Linked DNA regions of Gasterosteus aculeatus: region 1 is linked to region 2. Evidence: chromatin contacts called from public Hi-C data. All regions are on one chromosome and are shown on one strand. The core of a region is the stretch at or near the end of the contact, and the rest is flanking DNA. Distances in the headings are between cores, read along the strand shown. Region 1 has its middle 9.6 kb from the start of gli2a. Region 2 holds the start of inhbb (inhibin subunit beta B).

Region 1 (6,166 bases), core at 1,883-4,382, 82 kb before region 2:
ATGCCGTATGTATTTCTTTTTGTCACATCACAGTGCAACGCAATCTATTATACCAGCAGCACCAGTGTTGCTTTCACAAAGATACCAGGGCTCAGTTTTCAGAAAGGTCTTGATATAATTGTATTACTGAGGTTGTGGTATCGGTCTCCATTACACTGACAAGTCTTTCTAGTATTATTTCATGTAAATGTTGAAGGGAACATTACAGCAAGATCCCTCAGAAATGTAAAAGCACTGAACAAAAGAAAATGTTTTACACTCTTTCTGGTACAAGAATTCTGTATATGAGCCTGTTTTATAAAGTTATGGATAGTGTCAAATTATTGGTGTCAAATGATTTGGTAAATATGATTATATAATATATATATATATATAACATTAACACTACACTTTTCAAAATTGGGAAAACTAATTTCTAATTGATTCTGTTGGACTGATTCGGGTTCGGTCTGATTAGTGGTCGACTCAAAATGTATCCCAGTGTTCCCAGTCTGAATCCAGTGTGAACACTGGGACCCCTCCACCACAGCAGTGAGAGTGGGAATGAGCGTGTACGGTAGGCGCCCAGCGAGACATTTCCAGCCCACTCAAAGCCTCCTTCACAAAGGAGCGTCCGCCCGGAGGTACGAAGGCTACAAACAGCCCATAAAGTCAATGGAACCGTCCCGCTGGCCATTTCCTTGCCTCGGGTGGTAAATCACAGCGTTTGTCACAGGGAAGGTTTATGTTGTTTGTGCACAATCTGCCACCACTTCAAAGCTGTGGGAGGGGACCCAAACAGGGGGAAGGGAGGGAGGGAGGAGGGTGTTGTCCCCTTTCAGTGACTCATGGTCAACCTCAAAGGATCCGGACTATAACATCCGGTCCAAGCACTTTGTTGGCTAAACGGGGAGAAGTGGTCAAAAAGTTGCCGTTGTTCAAAGTTTAAGGATCCAGCAGGTGGGGTTGAGTCATTTTTTAAGGAAAAGACTTCAGATGTCATCTGAGACTAATTTGACTTTCGTCCACACAAAGAACTTCAAGGCTGCTCCTCGGGTATGACTCCGTCTGGGACTTTCCTCTTGTCCTCAGAGGCCTGCTAGAACTTAGTTCTGGTGACCTCAGGCCCAGACTGCTGACCGCAGATGGCTGCAGATACAGTCCGGGTCCTGCTGTCCTCACCGCAGAAGTCCCAGCCGGCAGAGGGAGCGCCCTGTCCTCTGACTCACGGCCCAGTCTGGCTTTCCTCTGCCACGGTGGCGTGCAGCGCTGAGGCCTATGGGCGAGCACCCGACCACTAATCACACACTGACGTTCTCTCTCAGGGGAGGAATCAGTCGGGGAGTTATGTGAGGTCTCCAGAGGATCCAGTTAAAAGTTCCCCCACTGATACCGTAAAGGAAGAGCTACAAAATCACACGCAAGAGGTTTACAGCTGCAGCCACTGTTTTCTTTTATAGATGTAATAAATGTGCTTTTACTGTTTGTGCTGCGTCGAGATTCTCGCCAAGGAGCCGTGTTCAGGTGTTGGGTGGACTGCCGTTAGTGAACACTAGGAGGAACCAGTGACCTGCTTTTAGCCTTTTTTTAACTTTTAAGATTGAGCTTCTTATCTGCTCTTGGTTTGATTAGTTAGTGGCAAATATCTACTTGTTTTCAACAGTGAGGGCGGGAAGAAATTCTAATTTTGGAGGACAGGCATTACAAATATTCTTTCTAAATGAGTGAAGCCACAATTACTTATTAGACAGTCATATAATAATGAAACTTCAAATTGATTTGAGTGACATTGGTACTTCGGTGTTACCGGGTGTTCATGGTAACATCACTGGACGGCAGCGAGACGTCTGCTCACAAGACTTGTGGCCTCATCGGTCAGAAAGTCATCAGAGAGGAGCAGACACGCATGAAGGTAGGGTCGGGGAAGGGCTGAAAGCTCAGGTAACAGTAACACACTCCCAAATCATGTTGCCTCAGGGTTTGACATTGTCATCTGCAACCACAGCTGTTAAACCGCACATCGGACCCGAGGCGCCGGGACACAGAATTTACATTATCATCACACGGTGTGTGAATTGGAAGGGCTGGATTACTCTACACATTGGACCCTGATCTACTGTCTGTGGTGGAAGTATGCACAACGCACGGTGCACACGCCACACGGAAGCTTTGTTTTATTTTGCCTGGTCCCCCTGAATGGAACCCGCATGTTGCTAGTAATACGACCTTATGTATGTTGGGTCTATTGTCCTTTGAGAGATCATCACGTTCACACCTCTCTATGATCCTCCCTAAGAAAATGTCCCCAAACCCCCGAAAAACATCACAAAGGGAACAAAAAGGAGACGTCCGTAATCAAAACGACAACAAAACTAAAGTGGACCATAAAAAAATAGACATGGATAAAAAACTAGGAGACCAGCAATGAGATGCAAAATGAAACGCTGATGGGAAGAACTGGAATATTTCGTAACAAATGCAAAGATGCAGTTTGAGTGATCTGGGATGCAAAGGGGCTAAAGATAGATGTACACACAAATCAAACAGCTAAAATGTCAATGAATACATTACCATTCAAATTGTTGCCCTAAAATATTCTGCTACACTTTGGTGAACCAGCCTCATTAATCACGTCCTCAGGGAAACAAATATACAATAAATGTATGGGCCTGCATTCATTTGGAAACCGGGCCAACATGTGCACACAAACATCAAACCAGCAAACCCCAAAAACCGAGAGCACACAGTCCTCAAGATCCTCTGAGAAATCCTCCCCTGTGGGATGAAAACTATCTGCATTCATAACCACCTCCACCAACTACAGTGAAAAAGAATCTTAGAGCAAAACAAATCCAATTAAAGATGGTATTTTTAACCTTCTTTTACAAAATTAATTGAATATCGAGGAAGAGAAAATGAACACAATCATTGTTGATTAAAACCGCCACAAATGGAGCCTTGCCCTGGCACTATGTGAAACACCTCGCGGCGATCTCCAGCGATCTGAAGCGCTGATACTAACAAGGCAGAGTTAGACACACATCTTCACCGAAGGCCCTTCTGGTGACATCCGCTCAGCTTGCGGTGGCTCTCCTTAATGCAGGACAGCACCCTGGTTGGTCTGACGTACAACACACATCCTGTTGTTCTCTGCCAAGAACAGCCTGACGGAAATTAGGCCCACCGCCTTGGCATGTTGACACAGTTCCACTATCAGCTGACTGGCCCTCGAGGCGTTCTGCAAGAGTTAGCGATTCAGCGCTCATCTCTCCGCGGCCTTGCGGGACCTCTGACGGTGATCGTCACCTTCAATGCACCTCTTCAGGTGACACCAGAGAGAACGCTCTGGCCGTCGTTGCTTCACTGTCTCCAAACCCACCAAGCCGTTGACCTTTGCAGCACCTCTCGTGGCCTGTCTCGCATTTGGGGACATGCCACAGCGGAGACGTGAGACGTGGAGGGGAGGGGCATGCGTTGGAGCCCCACTCCCAGCTGCTGATGGCAAGATAAAACCCAGCGGCCGCGTGCGTCACTCTCTTGTCGTGGTACTTTGAATACTATCAGCGCTCTTTCAAGAGCGGTTTGAGGAACCCCAGGGGGATCACTCCAAGATATGCAGGCCAGATCTAGATACAGGAGAAGAAAAGGACAGCAGATGAGGGGGAAGGAATGAGCTCTCCCTCATCTTTCAATCTGCCTCCCACGTGGCCTGCGCTCAGTTTACCTTTTTTGTAACTATCTCACTACCCTGTGACTCCTCCGCCTAGCCATCCTTCGTTCCGCTTCAATGATCTGTACATGGCAAACACAGTCCTTTCAGGCCTGCCACTAATTATGCTTTTCATTCACCAAGATTGTTTTTTTTAATCGATCTATATTAAAACAGTAATTCAGAAGTCAGAAGTCCTGAAACCATGGGGTTTGGGACACAGACCTTGTTTCCATGCACCACGTGCAGGTCCAATCCCTCTAGTCTCTTCAACAAAGATAAACTTTTCCAAAAAATATAAAACGTTGCCATATTGAAAATCATCAAAATATGTTTCCAAAAAATCCAAAGACAAATCTAAAACCCAACGCCTCTCGTTTTCCAATGAGACAAAACAGAGAAATCTAGCATGTGACCACATCTGAGAAGTTAAATCCCACACTTATTTGATGGAAAAATTGCTGATCAATAATTTTTTCTCTTACTCGCTGTCCGCTGTGAATATATCAGTAGTCACACCGCAAAAGTACGGCCTACGGTGATTGTCTTGTGAGAAAAACCTTTATGCAAAGGTAGTTGTCATATATTCTAATGAGCCTACAGGAAGGGCAGCCAAATCTTATCGGCATGTTTTTCTGATGCAGTGTGTCTTATTTCAAAGGTTTCAAAATGGGATTTTTAAACCATCCCTTTTAATAAACAACATACTAATTTTCAAAATTGACCCCAAAAATAGACTAATTCTAAAAAAACATCCCTATAAATATCACATTTCAAATTGATTATATGTCTGATATGGATCTGATAACTGTAGCTGTCATATGAATATAGTGCAGGTTAACAACAATATTTACCACTGAAATGGTACTTAGATGAGCGTAAAATGGAAGATATACTGTCTGAATTGTACATTGCCTCAATAAATGTATCCAGCTACGTCCTACCTCTGTTCCCAGCTGTCGTTTATGTTTATGATTTGCATACAGCAGTAAACCACCTGAACTTCATCTGAGAGCCTTCACACACCTGTCGTACTGGTGTTGCCTCAACACTCTGCAGATGTATGAGATCAAGGCCATTTTTTTTTGACAGGCCCTCCTCCCTCTGTTTTTTTATTATAGTCCGCCTGCGGTGTATTACGCAGTAACCTAGATGATTGGCCGGCTCGATGCCCTCCCCACATGACCAAACCGTCTGGGAACCTTGGGCGTCGAGACAGACACGGAAGCTGGACTTGGACTCTTTGCCTCCCACTTCTCTCTGGGGATCTGCATGTTCTAGTCTCCAGGGCGTCCACTGCTTCTCCCTCAGATACGATCTGGTAACTGACCTCCTCCCCATTTTAATGCACCAAAAGCTCACCGGGCATGAGGGGGCACTGGAATAACGGGGTTCATGTGTGCCCCATCTGAGCGCTTTGATTCCTCGCGGGAACTCTCGTGAAGGAAAAAAGGTCAAAGGTTGTGGAGTTTCCCCACAGTTCCTTGCTTATGTTGTGGTCTCTGGCTGCAACTGTGGTAATTAAGTTAAGGTGCTTTTATGTACCATTAGATGAACTTGCAAGGAGCAGGAGGGGGCGGGGGGGATCTCTCCCATAAAGGTGGGGGATGATGATGAACAGCAGCCATTGTGTTGTCCACAATTTAGTGAAGAAAACATCTCTTAGAATCTGAGCATGTCACAAAGGAGAATGGCCTCCTGAGCACACTGAAAACCTTCAGTCGGGGCCCCAAACGACCATGCTTTGTGTCACTCAGTGTCCCGTATCGAGGAGCTTTAACGTTTGGAGTCTGTCGGTGTGAAAAACGTCTTGAGGGCCCGCTGTGAATGACGGCTGAAAGGGATCGGCCTGCACTCACTGAAGCCGTTTCCATTGGTATCAGATACGTATCTACAAGGCAAACACATGCCTCCTGTCACACCGCTGTATTACACAAAAGATATTTCATTGTCCATTTCGCTTTGAAAGCAAGGATGTGTTGTTCCCCTTGAAACAAAAAGGCACAGCTATTGAAACAGAGTTTTAACAGGTCTGCAGGCATGTAGGTCAACACCACGCATTGAGATTATTTGGTCAAAAGAATCCAGCAGCAAAAGGTCTTCATGTGTATCTTCTTTTCAAAAAGTTAGTCTGGTCAACAGACTCTCCTGTCGGTTCTCAAAAACACCAACAACACCAAAACACCATTTGTCGGAAGCACAGTTAACCTTTACTTTGTGCAAGACGCTATGTCTCTGCACAATCTGCTTTTTTCTTGGGACACGCTTTCTGAAGGTGTGAAACGTGTATATAGATATTCATTTTTATTCCTTTGTTGTCAAACTTCTTTCTGTTAGAAACCAGTCTTGTCTACGTTCATTATACACAGAGTATGACTCATGGAATATAATACAGATGGAATTTAGGAGGGAACATTTAAGCTGTGCCAAGGCCATGACATATCTCACGCTGTCTTTCTGTTGATGAAAGTGAATAAC
Region 2 (6,838 bases), core at 2,291-4,790:
CAAGTTTGATCTTTTGGCTCCCTCAGTACTCAGAGCATCAACCAACATACCGCATGACTTATTTCCACTGAGTTCCTTTGAAGGAGGGAATTGTTCTTCTCATCCAGTGTTGTAAACAATCTGGATCTGGCCCCGACACGCCTCATCTGACCCCGTCGCGCAAAAGTGACTAGTGAGAATCAGCCTGCAGGACACCTGGGTGGGCCTTTGAGCTGCTTCAGCGTGTCCCCACCTGCGCCACCAAGTCAGGGAAGAGCCCAATGAGGCAGGCAGGCAGGCAGGCAGGAGGGCAGGCCGCCCCAGAGCTCATTACTCAAAGCTGCTGTCGACAAGACCACACGCCGTGGAGGGACAAGGGCGCGGCACGGAGCATTGGTGCATCTAACACAGGCAGCCGTCCCTCAGGACCGAGCCTCAGCACTCTAGGAATTCAACATAGGGTGAGCAGGTGAGGGATGGAGATGGGGAGCATAGACCTTTTTAAGCTCTCTCGTTGCTGTTGAAACTGGGGAATTTTTAAAAACGTTAAATAAATCATTTAGAGGACCACAGGCTATAGAGAGGCAGCCAGGCCCATTGAGGACTGAAACACACACTTGCGGTTGGATGTGGAAAATGTCTGGACCAGGTCCAGGAGGGCCCGACTGACAGCTCCTCATGAAAGAGTTGTGTCCTCAAGTAAACCTGCCAACTGCTGGAGGAACCAGTCTAGAGTTAATGACTTCCTATAATGAAGTCTTAATTCCCTGTCTTGGACCACTCGCTGCAAGTTCACTGGGTCCGAACGGCTACAGTAAGCAATTGAGAAGCGTTGATCTAAACATCTCCTTCGACCCCGCTCTGTCTCTTTCGCCAACCCCTCCCTCTTTCCCTGCCTGTGAACCCTGCGCTTCGCTCCCGTGGATACGAGACACCGAATCCCTCAGCGAGGACCCATGGGACCATGTCAGGAGAGAAAGGAGATTGGCACCTGTCCTGGCTGCTTGGCAGACCTCTTTCCTCTGTGCCACCGCAACTGGAGATGAGATGCCGGCTCCCCGACAACTATATAGTTAACCCTGTGTTGGGGTGAGAGGGTGACCGTACTGCTCCACACTGCTGTTGGCTAAACATGTTTGCAACCGCCTTGTCCTAAGCTATGACAACAACAGTCCTGGCTCCCTTATGCTTGGTGGGGGTGGAGGGGGGGGGGGGGGGGGGGGTGCAAGCTCCCCTGGTGTCAGAGCTTTCTGGGGACCTTGCCTTTGAGCCATGCCCCCTGGCTGGCAGCATCCGATCTGGGAGGGGGTGGGGGGGGTGAGCCAGCTGGCCAGGAGGCAGACGGGGTCTAGGGAGCAAGGGACCCAAGCCAGCACCATGGTACAATGCCACACAAAGGCTCAAAGGTGGGAGAAAGAATAGAACTAGGGGGGGAAAAAAACAGAAAAAGAAGAAGAAGAAGCCAAGGAGACCAGCGGACCTTCAGAACGACAAAAGCATTCTTTGCAACACTGCATTATGGGCACACACACTCCTTTACCATCACCATGACCATACCCCCTCCTTACCCACTAACCCCACAAACTCCAATGTCTCATGCATTATTCTGAGCAGTTTCTTTTGTTTTCCTTGCCCCCCTCCCTCTTCCCGCCCCCCACACGGCTCTACGTTGACATGTTGGGTTCAGCAGGAACACATAGCCGTCTTCTAATAAGTGCCTGGCTTTTGTTCCCTTGTCATGAGGCTGCTCAGATCATTCCCATTGGAAGGCAGGACCCAGCAGCCCATTCAGGCTAATTGTACCAGGAGGGCCAATGGGAGAACATGGGATTGTGTGTTTGTGTGTGTGTTTAAGATATCCCATTTTGGTGTGGTATTTGTAATGGTTTACATTTGTAGAAGTTTGTGTTAAAGACGCAGGTCTCACAGCGCTGACAGACAACTGGAGGATTCTGTCAAGCAGATGATTTTAGGGAGAGAGAGAGAGGAAAGGGTGTTCTCTTTGGACTTCTGAGAATTAGTTAGATACACATTCTTAGAGGAAGGGATAAATGGCCAATTGAGGGACTTTGTCCGTATTTAAAAGAGGGCTTTATACATTGCAGTATTGAATGTGAGCACAGCTTTAGTGATGAAATTGGATTCAGAGGTTCTTTTTATCCCCTTGACAACACATGGGGGTAATTTAAGGACTTTCTCTTCATTTTGCGTTTTTTTTTAAATTGCATCGGGCTAAAACCCGGCGGAGTGAATTACAGTGTGATAACATGATGGTGAATGATGAGCGAACCGGATCCAATTGGTTCATGGATTGTATTTCAAAACTGTTGATGCTTCCATCTCATTCATCTCTGCTCCTTCTTCATATCAACGTTAGCAACATGATTGAAATTTTATCTATGGATGAGAGTGATCCCACGCCATTAACACACCTGCCCCCCTGGGCTCCCCGTTACATATAGTCAAACGGCGACCGGGGTTCATCGAGGGGTCGGTTTGGGAACGTGCCATGAATTATTGATTATTACCTGATTCGGCAAAGCTGATGATCTCCGAGTTCTCCGCTTGCACCTCGTTGTTGTACGCAGCTTGTCCGTCAAAACTGGGGATCTCCACCCGGCCGTCCTCGCGCAATTTCCCGGCGTGCAACCTCCTGAGCGCCGTCACCATCGACGCCTTGGGGATGGGGTGAGTGATGTTGGGTCTGTCCCTCATCTGTAGCCGGTTCAGTATGTGCCTCTTCACCGCCTCCAGAAAGTCTATGTTCACCCGCTCCGACTGATCCGGCGCCCTGAGGCCGCAGGACGCGCACGACTCCTGGGGCGAGCTCTGCGTCTCGGTAACGGCCACCGAGCTGCAGCGCACGGAGAGAACGAACGCCACTAAACAGGACAACGCCACGCTGTATATGCTCATTTTTTAAAAATATTAAAATCGCAGTCCAAAAACTATGGAGGAAACAGCAAATGTGTCACATACACACACACTTAAAGATCATGTCAATGTACACATGTGAAAGTTCCGCAGAGAACATCCCCTTGTGCTCCAAAAGTGAGAAATCCACAGGAGCCAATAAAATCGTTAAATCCAAACAGACAAAAGCGGCTGAAATCGTGAGGCTAATTGCCTCGAGTCATTGTGCATTGAGGTTGTTATCCAGCGACGCGTCTTTTCTCTGCGCTAAATAAAAAGTTAATCTCTCTGATTGACAGGCGCACTCCGACGCTTGGATCGTTGACGCGTTTCTGTCGCACCACGTTGTCTTCAGACTGAGCGTGATGTACCAAAACAAAGCAGCGCTGCGCTGCGCCGATGCGTCTAAATGATAAAAGCCCCTCTGCGTCCAAAGGCGCGCGGTCCGCTCGTACCCATTCACAGAACGCGCGGCGACTGCACTTTGTACGGCCGAAGCCCCGCAGAGAATAAGAGCGCTCCTCGGTCCTTTGTGTGCGCCCTGGCTACGCTCCGTTACGCACAGCTGTGGATAACCAGCTCGGTGTGCGTCCTTGCGAGATGCGGCTCACTGAGACCCTTTTCTCCCTTTGCAATCACGACAACAGGGGCTCAGCGCACCCAAAGTTTTTATACAGGAGTTGAAACCACGTGGGGATTTCCACCAACTGGACGCCAGGCGACGGATTATTAGGCTACTACGCCTCCACAGCCAGGACTCTGTTGCGCAGGCCTCCGAGAGGTGGCTTATTTTTGGACTTTTAATAAGTTCATAGGAGTTTTTGATCAACAAAACAGACAGAAACATAATGTGGGAATCCGACTTTGAGAGTCTTGGGAGAACAAGTTCAGTTTGGGTTCTGTGCGCAGTCCAGCACGGGGAGACTAGAAGTCTTTATTTTCATAATGGTCTTAAATAAATCCATTCTTAGTGCCATTTACTCCCGGATCTACAAATATTGAAATATATACAAATCTCTCTGAATCCGCTATATATCCAGGTTTTGGAAATGTTAATATTGTTAAGATAATTGTTCAAATAAAGTGAATCAATATAATGAAAACAACGAAAATATGTATTAAACAAACAAATACATTGTATGAAGGAACATATAAATACATTGAAACTTTAGTGTAGCAAGTTAATGTCCACTTATAATCATGATTAGTAAATAAATAACGCCATCTACGGGTATAAACCACTCATTACATACTTCAGAGGCGGAGTGCAATGGATGGATGGATGAATGGATGGATGGATGGATAGATGGGTAGATGGATAGATGGATGGATAGATGGATGAATAGATGGGTAGATGGATGGATGGGTAGATGGATGGATGGCTAGATGGATGGGTGGATGGGTAGATGGATGGAGAGATGGGTAGATGGATGGATGAATGGATGGATGGATAGATGGGTAGATGGATGGATGAATGGATAGATGGATGGATGGATAGATGGGTACATGGATGGATGATAGATGGATGGGTAGATGGATGAATAGATGGGTAGATGGATGGATAGATGGATGGGTAGATGGATGGATAGATAAATGGATGGGTGGATGGATGAATGGATAGATGGATGGGTAGATGGATGGATAGATGGATGGATGATAGATGGATGGATGGATTAATGGATGGGTAGATGGATGGCTGGCTAGATGGATGGATGGATAGATGGGTAGATGGATGGATAGATGGATGGGTGGATGGATGGATAGATGGGTAGATGGATGATAGATGGATGGCTGGGTGGATGGATGGATGGATGGATAGATGAATGGATGGATCTATGGGTGGATGGGTGGATAGATGGATGAATAGATGGGTAGATGGATGGATAGATGAATGGATGGATGGGTAGATGGATGGATGATAGATGGATGGGTAGATGGATGGATAGATGGGTAGATGGATGGATGAATGGATGGATAGATGGGTAGATGGGTGGATGCATGGATAGATGGATGGATGGATAGATGGGTACATGGATGGATAGATGAATGGATGGATGGGTAGATGGATGGATGATAGATGGATGGGTAGATGGATGAATGGATAGATGGATGGATCGATGGGTAGATGGGTAGATGGATGGATAGATGAATGGATGGATGGGTAGATGGATGGATGATAGATGGATGGGTAGATGGATGGATGGATAGATGGGTGGATGGATGGGTAGATGGATGGATAGATGGATGGATAGATGGATGGGTAGATGGATGGATGGGTGGATGGATAGATGGGTGGATGGATAGATGGATGATATAGATAGAAAGAGAAATCAACCATCTGGGGGTAGTAATGCAGGTCAATAACCCGGATCCAGCGAGGTGGCTGACTCACCACGTCTGGCGCCTGCCATCAGAAGGATGCCGGGTTCACAGTTTATTTAGACGGGACTTTGGTTATTCCAAACTGTTATTCTTTCTTTGCACATACATAAGGGGACATGATCCTTCGTGTGGCAACATTTGCTGCCAAGAAGTTAGTTTTTTATTGTCAACAAATCAAAAGCTAAAAAAATTGCCTGGTTTGTTTGGATTTTTTGTTTTGTAAAAGAAAATCAATCTCACGGGTTTTTAAACAAGATTGAGAATCACAATTCTGTATTTCCTAGGAAAAAGCAAAAGCTTGAGATGAAATCCCAGCCGGCCTTTGCTCCCTTTAATTGCAAGTCTGGATTGTTTTCTCTAAATTGACTTGTGGCTCTGGGGGGGTCTTCACTCGCTGAGCTCTGACGCCACCGTGTGGAGTTCAGCTCCGTGGGAGGAAGCCAGAGAACCCGGAGAGAACCCACACAGACAACATGCAGACTCCACACAGAAAGGCCAGTGGAACCCAGGACCTTCTTGGTGTGAGGAGACAGTGCTAACCACCACACAGTTCAGCCCCGTAGCAGTTTAATTGAAATATAGATGACAGACGGAATGAGCGGTCTGTCATGGAACTGGAGGACGACGAGTTTTTATTGATAATCCTGGATTTTACATTTCTATGTTTATCTCTTTCACATTGGCACTAAGAAATAACGTCAGTGTTCATAACGAATGCAGTAATTCAATAATATTTTTTGATGCCATTTTTTGATAATTTCTTGTATTTCAAAAAAGGAAAAGTATACATGTACAACATCAACAAAAGCAAGAGTATTCTAAAAAATAGTGGTTCTTCTTATACACAAAATGCCAGTAAACCAACACTGGTGTTATCTGTTCTCTCTCTTAGATGTTTGTAACATTTGCTCTTCTTCGGCTCTCAGCAGTCAGTCAGAGTCATTTGCCAGATGGAGATGGGGCTGTGTCTGGTGCAGGGTCTCCCCCCCAGGACCAGCAGCAGATCGGGCAGGTGCTGGGCCACGTCTTCATCCTCCTCGTCCAGCAGCTCCTCCTCTGTGGGGCTCCACTGGGTCCTGAAAGCCTTGTTCTCAAAGGTGAGACAGCTTCCAGTCCGTCCCTCAGTGCAGTGGTCCAGACTGGAGGATTGAGCGAGTGTTTGACTTGCGTAGCATCGGTCTGCGCTGAAGGTCTCCAGCTCGATGGCCCCCTCTGAGCCCAGGAAGGTGAGCGGGGCAGGGAAGCACCTGTTCTTGAAGGGCCTCAGTTTCCCTCCCAGCAGCCCCGGTTGGAGTTCAGAGCTGTAGCCGGGGATGCTGGTGTCAGACTTGTAGCTGGGACCCAGCCCAGCACAGCAGTGGTGGATCTTGTCTGGGGGGTTGGAGCCAGGCAGTGTGGCAACCTGCCCCCAGCTCTGCGTGCTGAAGCTGTACCTCCACAGGCTGTTCTTTGGAGAGCTCTGGCTCTCGCCTCCCCCAAACACAAGCATACTGTCCTTGTAGGGCACGGCCGAGTGTCCCATCAGCCTGCAGGGACCGGACCTAAGGAGACAGCCAGAGGGCGT

The links. Hi-C and Micro-C count contacts between places; a contact is called where the count stands out from the background.
Region 1: a contact with region 2 is called in a Hi-C map of whole body, with 7 times the contacts expected there. The contact joins the enhancer-like site here to the promoter of inhbb in region 2. A contact is called at or near these places in 4 of 6 Hi-C or Micro-C datasets (liver, skeletal muscle, tail fin and 1 more).

Annotation. Positions count from the first base shown.
Region 1 is chr16:1,918,072-1,924,237 of fGasAcu3.hap1.1, reverse strand. No RefSeq gene overlaps it. Among protein-coding and RNA genes, the nearest start is that of gli2a, 9.6 kb to the left of the region's middle. Within about 2 kb of position 3,132, at least 1 of the 9 cell types and tissues checked has open chromatin away from gene starts, as enhancers often do.
Region 2 is chr16:1,835,749-1,842,586 of fGasAcu3.hap1.1, reverse strand. It overlaps inhbb (inhibin subunit beta B), which reads right to left and starts at 3,540. Exons shown (of 2, transcript XM_078090635.1): 1 at 2,508-3,540. The coding sequence starts at 2,895. It overlaps klhdc3l (kelch domain containing 3-like), which reads right to left. Exons shown (of 8, transcript XM_078090633.1): 8 at 5,890-6,815. The coding sequence ends at 6,197.